Linked DNA regions of Sus scrofa: region 1 is linked to region 2. A link is a contact called in public HiChIP or PLAC-seq data. All regions are on one chromosome and are shown on one strand. The core of a region is the stretch at or near the end of the contact, and the rest is flanking DNA. Distances in the headings are between cores, read along the strand shown.

Evidence for each region. HiChIP or PLAC-seq counts read pairs in DNA pulled down with a chosen protein or histone mark.
Region 1: a contact with region 2 is called in an H3K27ac HiChIP or PLAC-seq map of alveolar macrophages. The contact joins the enhancer-like site here to the promoter of METTL14 in region 2. A contact is called at or near these places in 1 of 5 promoter capture datasets (liver), 11 of 47 Hi-C or Micro-C datasets (brain, embryonic fibroblasts, fetal skeletal muscle and 4 more) and 2 of 2 datasets of contacts at active chromatin or transcription factors (alveolar macrophages and skeletal muscle).

Annotation. Positions count from the first base shown.
Region 1 is chr8:105,191,340-105,196,241 of Sscrofa11.1, reverse strand. It overlaps PRSS12 (neurotrypsin), which reads right to left. Exons shown (of 13, transcript XM_003129227.4): 12 at 2,851-3,131; 13 at 1-1,233. The coding sequence ends at 926. Among named protein-coding and RNA genes, the nearest start is that of PRSS12, 72 kb to the right of the region's middle. Within about 2 kb of position 2,976, at least 12 of the 83 cell types and tissues checked have an H3K27ac peak or open chromatin away from gene starts, as enhancers often do. A contact at or near this core is called in alveolar macrophages and liver, where this site is marked.
Region 2 is chr8:105,051,596-105,056,294 of Sscrofa11.1, reverse strand. It overlaps METTL14 (N6-adenosine-methyltransferase subunit METTL14), which reads left to right and starts at 2,692. Exons shown (of 11, transcript XM_003129231.6): 1 at 2,692-2,938. The coding sequence starts at 2,873.

The DNA.
Region 1 (4,902 bases), core at 1,727-4,226, 140 kb before region 2:
GCCTAGTACATTGTTACTGGTATGTGGTATAGCAGTCATTTTAAAGCTTACCCACACTGTAGCAGGGAAAGCATTTTTTAATAGTGTTATTAGGACTATGACAGGATAGTCTTAGGAAATCTGCAGATTTCAAGTCAGTTACCAGAAAATTGCGGTAGATGTCACTCTTGGATCATAGTCTGTATAACAGCATGCTGCTAAGGAAAAAACACTTTATCAAGCTGTAAATCTGAAGTGATAAAAAGCAACCAAGCAGGTCACATTAGCAAATATGATGGATAAATTATAAACAAATGGAAAGCATTCTTTATTATGACAGTTGTGGTAGCAACATACAAAGTAGCTGGAATATTTTTCTCTTTAGTTGCAATGGTGCTTGGTACAAAGGCTTCATTCAGGAATGTATTGTGAGAATGATACTAATTTTTCTACCTTTAATTTCCTCAGTTTGTCAAAGATCATATTGCCTTTCTTAACAGCCTTTGGAAAAAATCTGAGCTTAAAAATTGTACAAACAGAAAACAATGCCACTCCTAAAGGGATGGGCATATACCATATTATTCAATTATAAGGGAGTTCTCAGTCCAAAGGTGGAAAAAGCCTTATTGCACAATCAACATAATCTGGAGAATGCTGAAAAATGGGCAGAGACAAGTCAACTGACAATTTAGTCTCTGGTGAAATTAATTTCCGTAGACAACAATGCTAATTAAGGACCATCAGTACTACATTGAGGTATCTGTAACCAAAATGTTCATCAAAAATTCTCAAGCAGCAAAGGGTACCCAATTTTTATCACAAAAAAATACAGAGAATTATGGGTCTCTCTCCATTCCCATTAGTTGGCATGTCTGGCTAAATGCCAATGCTGAAAATTTCCCAACAGTTCCTTTAAATACTGTTTTCTTGTGGTTTCCATGAAGGACTAGAGTTTGGTGACACTTTTTATCCAAGGTACAAAGGCTGAGACTTTGGTATAAACACCAGGGGAATCCTTGACCCCACAGCCATATCCCCAGGAGGTCACCCCATACACAACCCAGTTCTCTCCTGGCCGTTCACACATGAGGGGTCCTCCGCTGTCTCCCTGGCAGCTGTCCACACGTTTGTGTCCATGGAGGTTTCCAGCACAGAGCATCCTTCCTGTAAATCGACCCTTATAACGCTCTTCACAAAACCTCTTGGGAAGTAAGGGGATGGCTGCTTGTTGCAGAGTTCTGGAATAGGCTCGTCCTATGCAGGCCAAATAATTGAGTTAGACTCCAGCTAACAATCTTAGAAAAATTAAATGCAACAGTTTAAAAAACACTTATAATAGTTTTGAAATAAGCCCTATTATGGCATTAGTATAGTTTAAATTAGTGATAACCTAAATGGTTGGTTTTCTTTTTTTTTTTTTAACGTCTGCACTTAACTAAACCCTTCACTAAGCTGTTTCTCAGTACTGAGGTTTTTGAAGAATACTTGAGTGACATTTATGGACTTGCCTAAGAGCAAGCACATTTGTGCAGGCTTTAGAATTTGCATTCTCTATAAAAACACTGAGGATGCATTCATGCTGGTTTTGTATTAGCATATCCATTCCTCTAAGACTCATCTACTTCACTGACTTTTGAGGATTTTAAGTGACAATTACTATCCTAAATAGAAATGTGGTATTTTATAAAAATGATTCAGAAACAAATAGGGTACAAATAGGCTTAAGTTTAACCACTTGATATTTTGTTTTGGTTTTGGCCATAACCCTCAGCATTCAGAATTTCCCAAGCCCAGGACTGAACCTGTACGACAGGAGTGTCAACATCGTATCCTTTACCCACTGAGCCACCGGGGAAGTCCAGGACTCATTATTTACTAGTAAGCCACTAGTTCTTTGTGTAGTGACCAAAATGTTTAATTGATAGGTCCCCCATGATAGCCTTTTCTTGGATCTAAATTTCACCGTTATTCTCCAATCCAATTTACTCAACTGGAATAATTCATTGTAAGACATTATGGGAGTTCTCATGTGGTGCAGTGGCTTAAGGGTTTGGCACTGTCACTGCATTAGCTCCAGTCCAGATTTCAGGTAGCATGAGATAAAATGAACACTGAAATAATTACTCACTAAAACCTCACTGGGATTATCACCTGTGGAAATACATATTTGATGCTCTTTGCAAGAGTATAGTTAACAGTGCTAATGATTTTTAATGGAGAGCAGTCAGCTTAATCACTTCTCCGTACTCAACAGTCATTTGTGATCAATCACCTAGTCCAGGTGAGACCTAGTTCCGTTTCAGAGACCATCTTGAGCAAACATCAGTCGAGGTTAACTCTAGCAACACTACTTTCAAAAGCTGTTTGCCTGAGAGAACATAAACTGAACACTACACTCCTGCTCGAGGATGGGAAGATGGGAAGAACGGGAAGCAGGTGGCAATGAAGGAGAAACTCAAGGGGGTTGGATCCCTCCCCTTGAACCTTGGTAGCTCTACTTTTTGTCTGCTCTTTATTTAGGAATTCTCCATAAGATTTAGTGTGAAAAAGTGCTCCACCATTACAAAGGAACCGTCAAACACCAAAGCCCCCTCCTGGGGTAGCTACATCAAAGTCATGTGGGAAAGCCTTTTAAAATACTGCTAGCCAGGCCCTAGTCCTGAGGTAGGGCCTAAATTCTAATAGGAATCACAGTACCCTCAGCAGATGAATCCAAATTACATGCTTGCATCTCACTTGGCATAGTTAGCAAACAACAAAGCCTCAACCCCTTTAAGATTTTATTCCCCACTCTACACCCCAATGTATGGATAATCTCACACACGAGGAAGTGCCCAGGTCTTGTTTGTTCCTTTGTTTTTGTTATGTTACCTGTGTCGCCCCATCCGGTTATGTAACAATTGGAGGCTGTTTTCTGTGGCCTCTCTCTCCAGAGCGGCAAACAGGCTGGCAAAACGTGGCTGCTGAATCTGGCACATTGCTCTTCTGGACCTTGTAACCTAACTAGGGCAATGTCGTAGTCACTGCTGTCCGGTCGATACTGCCTGTGAATCACAATCTGCTGAACTCCGATTTCTTCTTCAAACTCTTCTGGCACAAGAGTATGATAATCCCCAACTCGAACAGCATAGTTCCTCGTGCTGTTGCCATACCTGAGAAGCAGAGAGAGCTAAGGTGTCTCAGATGTTGAAAACTGGTCACTATCTGCCAGGAAGTTTGACAGATACTTTCAAGCCTCTCTTCCAAATTATTAACCCCTTTTATAAGGTTAACTTTACATTTCTCTGACCTCACCACTCTCCTCCTACTCTAACCCACTGTCATGACTTTTTTTCTTCACTCATTAGTCTCTCATCTGCTCTACTTTTCCTTTTTTTTTTTTGAAAACAGTACTTGACAACAATCCAATTTGCTATTTTTTACATATGTTGTTCTCTGTCTCCCTCTGCCTGAGTAAGACGGACTCAAGGGCAGGGATATTTGTCTTCCACATCTAGAATAGTGATGCCACTTAAGTAGCAATGTAGTACATGTTTATTAATTTAGTGAATGAAAAAATGTATATTTTTTAATGAGCGTGTCTTTTTTCCATAGAAACTATTCAATTAAAATAGAAACACAGTATTTACTTGATTGAGAGTTCTCAGCCTGTTTTTCAGCCAACATAACCTTGATTCTGATACATCTGCTGAAAGCAGTTTCTCAACCTCAGCACTACTGCCATTTGGGGCCAGATGGTTCTCTATTCTAAGGAGCTGTGCTGTGCATTGCATGATGTTTAAAAGCATCCCTGTACTAGAGGCCAGTAGCCTGCGCGCGCGCACACACACACACACACACACCACCCTAGTCTGACAACCAAAAATGTCTTCAGACATTGCCAAATAAACACTAAGGTACAAATTTTCCACATTTTAGAATCACCAACCTAGAGTACAGGATCTGGCCCACCTCCTGGTCACTTCCTCTTTTCTCACTGAAGAGTTCAGCCCCTGCCCACTTCCCCTCTACTGCTACTTACAAAGTTCTCAATGACTCAATTCCCGGCAATTTTCTTTCCCATTTAGTTCCCTAACCTCCTCACGTGCAGAGTACATCCTCCACTTCATCTCAGCCCCCCACCTGGAGTTGATACTCACCAAATACGACACGTTTTTGAAGTCTCAATTTCAAGCACCTCATACTCAACTACGTCCTATCTTTATAGTTTCACAGCTGTACAGTTCTTGAACGACACTGGACTTTAGTCCTTGGGTGCCTCTAGTTTTTTCATTTCAATCTCACTCTGCTTATGACATCCCTTCTTACCAGGCTTGGATTCCATAATCACCCTTTTGCAAAAACGTTCAATCCTTTCCTTTTATCTGCCAAAACTCCAACTCTAGGTTTATCAACTTACCACCTACCTTCTACGAGCATCTAACTGTTGAAAGGGAAAAAGATTTAACAGCTCTCACCTTAATTTTTTAATCAAAACTTCAAAGTCTTCCACTGGGCATAAGGCCTGTACTTGAATATGAATTTAGAGAAGTGGTTTTCAAAAGTTGGAATTTTCTAATGATGATCTACTTTAAATATAAGCTTTCATTTACTCCTATAAAATTACTGGAAGTTATAAGTTGCTCAAACATTCTAATAGCCCTAAATAGGTCTCTGACAACATTGCAATATATAAACTGATTTTCTTAACTATGTCAGCTCAAAAAACTGAACAATGCAACAAAGATGATTTAGCTTATATAAGCACTTGCTAGTGACCTATGAAACTAAACTTTCCTGCAATTCCTTATAATTCTGCTTTCAACCTTAAATCATCACATATCTTTTAAAGTTTAGAAGGCTTTTTTGAATATATTGCATATAGAGACTATCTTCTTGTGGGTTCCACTTTGAACTTTAAATAAGTTTAGGATTATTTCACAT
Region 2 (4,699 bases), core at 1,443-3,942:
TTTTTAAAGGCTGCACCGGTGGCATATGGAAGTTCCCAAGCCAGGGATGGAGTCCAAGCTGCAGCTGAAACCCATCCAGCTGGGGCAGCACTGGATCCTTTTAACCCACTGCACCAATCAGGGTTCCAGCCCTTGCCACTGCAGTCAGGTTCTTAACCCATTGCACCATAGCAGGAACTCCCAGAATTTCTTCTTAACTCACTCTATATAGTATTGCAATAGGTTTTTTAAAATGTATTTATTATATTTTTAAAGCATTTAAACTATCAAGAAGAGAGAAGAGTAAGAGGCTTTAAAAATACTTATAATTAGGAGGACATGCATGTATTAAAAAAAAGGGCATTCTGGTTTGAGTCCACTTTGGAAGAGGGGCATTTCCCTTCATTTGGGTGAGCAAAATGCCTATTCACAACACTGATAGTTCAGATCAACACTCAGCTTATGTGACTGCCAGATGCTGCAGCTGATTTGTGAAGAAATCACACTTTAATTCATCCATACAAATTAGCATTGTCTTTTATAGTATAGGCCCCTTGGAAGTTAGCACATTTTTTCCAGTAGTGCTGCCATTACTCAGCAGACTACTTCTGTTTTAAAAATTGCCTTTCAGAGCTAGTTCTTGAGAAATACATGACAATTAGAGTCTAGTCCCACTCACTTTTGGCCTAGCTGACCCACCTGCTTTTTTTTTTTTTTTTTCCTTTTTAGGGCCACACCTGCAGCATATGGAGGTTCCCAGGCTAGGGGTCAAATTGGAGCTGCAGCTGCCAGCCACAGCCACAGCAATACCAAATCCAAGCCAAGTCTGTGACCTATACTGCAGCTCAGGGCAACGTTGGATCCTTAACCCACTGAGCAAGGCCAGGGGTCCAACCTTCATCCTCACAGATACTGGTTGCATTCTATCACTGAGCCACAGTAGGAAAACCCCCACCTGCTTTTGATCTGGAAGATTTAACAATATTTTCTTTTTTTTTTTTTTTTTTTTTTTTTTAGGGCCGAACCTGTGGCACATGGAGGTTCCCAGGCGAGGGGTCCAATGAGAGCTGTAGCCTCCAGCCTATGCCACAGCTCACAGCAACACCAGATCCCCAACCCACTGAGCGAGGCCAGGGATCGAACCTGAAACCTCATGGTTCCTAGTCGGATTCGTTTCCACTGCGCCACAACAGAAACTCCTCCAACAATATTTTCAAAATTTAAATCTTCTCTCAAAGAATAAAGACTTGTTACTAATGTTGGTACGTACTTGCCACAATTTCCAATTAAACTTGAGGCAACATGATGTCTTTATTTCTGCTGCTTTGAATTCAGAATAAGATGATAAATGTTGTGTATAATGGTAATAACTTTAGACTTGGGTCTTTGCTGCCTTCCTGTTAAAAGAGGAGAATCATCACTGAGCTCCCCAGCCCTGCCCTTCCCTCTGCCTCTTTCCACAAGCAGGTAATTTCAGTAGGCTACTTGTTTTCATATCTTAGGGTTATTTCCAGCTAAAACACAAAAAGGGGGCTTCTGGCCTCTGACTTCTAGGACATGAACCAAGACATATTTTACTACCACCCACCCACTTCCCTAACGAAAACACTCCATAAAATTCATCGTGGTAAAATAGGAAACTTTTTGGAGTTTAGGTAGTGGCTAGGCAGATTAAGGAGCCCACACTATCTTTCTGAGAATGAGGGTTGGCTCCCTGGCTTCCCTCAGTGGTTTAAGGATCTGGCATTGCCTCAAGCTGCAACACAGATGCATCTTGGATCCTCTGTTGCTCGCAGCTGTGGTGTAAGCCATCAGCTGCACGTGCGGCTGTAAAAACAAAAATTAAATTAAAAAATAAAAATAAAATAGGAAACTTCTCAAAGGCTAATAAGTTGTGAAGAAGAGCCCCGGCAGAGGAAGTAGTTGTTCCCTGCCTGAAGGGGAAAGTAAGCGTAAAAAAAAAAATCTTAATAATAATAAACACTTCCATAGCAGTATGTGTTTGGCTGTGTTTATTCTTTCAATCTTTGCAACTCTGTGAGGTAGGCACTCCTCAAGCCCATTTTAGAAATAAGAAAAATAGAGGCTCAAAGAAATTGATTGACTAGCCAATCACTCAGCTAGTGCAGGGTTCAAACCCCGCAATTTGACTCGAATTCGTGCTTTCAGCAAGACAATGCTATCCAGTAATTTTTATTTTATTTATTTTTGTCTTTTTAGGGCCAAACCCGGGGCATATGGAGGTTCCCAGGTTAGGGGTGGAGTCAGAGCTACAGCTGCCGGCCTAAGCCATCCTAGCCGAGACTGCAACCTACACCACAGCTCAACGCATCGCAAGTCCCTTAACCCACTGAGCAGAGCCAGGGATGGAACCTGCGTCTTCATGGATGCTAGTGAGATTCCTTTCTGCTGAGCCACGATGGGAACTTCTACCCGGCAATTTTTAAAACGTTAGGACTAGCAACTGAGGAATTTACGGCAAAAGGAATCAACGAAGCGGCCCACAACTCCTAACACACCAAGGGAGCCTTAAGTCTCATAAAGGAAAGCTCAAATGAGAGGCCCGGAGACCAGCCCACTCCATTTTTGACAGCTGCGTCCACCAAACCGCAAAGCTTTCCGAAACCTCTCCTGGGCTGGTGTTGCAGGACCCTCATTGGTTCCCTTGTAGGTGCCGTCAAATCGCAGGCATCCAGGAAGAGGCGGGACTTCCGGTCTGGAGGAGCAAATTCGGACCGCACCGGAAATACCTATTGAGGAAAAGAATATTGGGTACCCGCCGCTGGAAGCTGCTGGAGAATCTTGTGTTCCACACATTCGGAAGAAAGATTGGTGGGGGAATTTATCTCCTCATTGCCAAATTTTCGACGTAGTGGAAAACAAGAGTTGGGCCATGGACAGCCGCTTGCAGGAGATCCGGGAACGGCAGAAGTTACGGCGACAGCTTCTCGCGCAGCAGGTCCGCGGCCCTGGGAGGGGTCGCGAATGCGCGTGCGCGGCCGCTCTCTTGCCTCCACCCGTAACCCCCGTTTTCTGTCTCCTTACCTTCCGGGGTGCAGTCCCTTTTGCTCCCATGACCTTAATCCCTGGGCCTGCCTCTTGTTCTCAACTCACGTGGTGCCCCGAATCTTTTCCATGCGAGGTCATTGTGGTGGTGCTAAACCGAACGCCACGTTTGAGTGGTCTTCAGCAAACTTGATGGCCCGCGCAGTGTCTGGCACAGTGCTCAGTGATGGGGATACAAAGCTTTGGTTTTTGTGTGCAAGTTACCGCAGTTCAAGCAATGAAAAGTGACTTGTTTTCCCCTAAATTTCTCTTCACTACTTAAACAGTTGTTTGCCTTTCTTCATAGTCAGCGCTTAATTCTTAAGATTGTGGCTTCCTTGTGAAATAGATTTACAGTATCTTCTCTGGGATGATGTCTGAAGATTGCATTGGAAGTAGCCTGGGTGTAAATCTTAGATTCTGTATCTTGTGTGTTGCAGTCGATTGTGCTGTGTACGGTAACCTCGTCAACACCTACAGCTAATGTTTGAATTCTTACTCTGTATCAGTCACCACAAACGTCTGAAATAGGTAGTATTATCATCACTTAACAGATAATGAAACAGAAGCTTCAGAGGTTAAGTCATTTTTGACCCGGGTCTTTCACCGCTAGGACAGAAAATTGAACTCAGGTTTGTCTCTCCAAAGCTTATCTTCATACTCCCTGTGTATAAGTTAGCATTTACTTAAAGTATAGACTGCTACTTAAGTCTGAGGCTGTGTTTTCCATTCTATCATTCAGATCAGTGAAAGTGATGGGGGAAATGCTCATAGGCTTTAATAGGGCATCTTATTTTTTTTCAGTAATAAATCTTGTTTTTAGTAAGTGGAAATCTGAGACCTTTTCTTTTATGATGTCTTAAAAAGATTTATGGTACAGTGTTTAAAAAGTGGGTATTTGGAATCAGATCTGTCCCTGTCCTTTTGGTGTTGTGATTTTGGACATATCAGGTATCTTTTCCAGGCCTTTCTTTTCCCAGTTTTTTTTTTTTTTATCATGTTATCTTCAAAAATGATCAGTAGTTCTATTACCCCCACTGTTTAGTTTTGAATTCAAACCTCTATTTGATTCAAAATACATTTATAAACAGTTATTTGAGTGTCTCACTATATGCGAGAAGCTCTCGTAGACATTGGGAATTCAACTATGAATAATAAGTAGTCTTACCCTTGAAGAGCTTACATGGTGTGCAGAATTTAATAATGGCAGCCATTTATTAAATCCCTTGTATTGTTAAGACTCTGCCAAGTTTTTACTTATATTTGATCGTACAAGTCAGGTGCTGTCTGCACCTTATAGATGAAGAAAATAAAGCTCAAAGAATTTAGTTACATGCTGCAGTCCACAATGCTTTTAAGTTTGCAGGATGCAGTTTTAGGCCTTTGCATGCCCTTTGCAATACACCTAGTTGCCTCCTGGTGTAGTTGGACAGGAACCATTCCACTTAGGTAAGGATGTTCAATGTAGTCAATGACAGACTTCCACTTTTACCAATTTCAGCCTCTTTTTCACTTACTTTTCTCTGTATGAATAAGACAGACTGGTTTATTACTCTCCAGAATGTGATTTGTGCAATATATACTTGATTTTTAGTAATTGTCCTTCCTTTCTGATTTCTTTCTATCCACTGTGGCACACTCCAGGTCCAAACTTGATGAAATCTATCCTGATCTC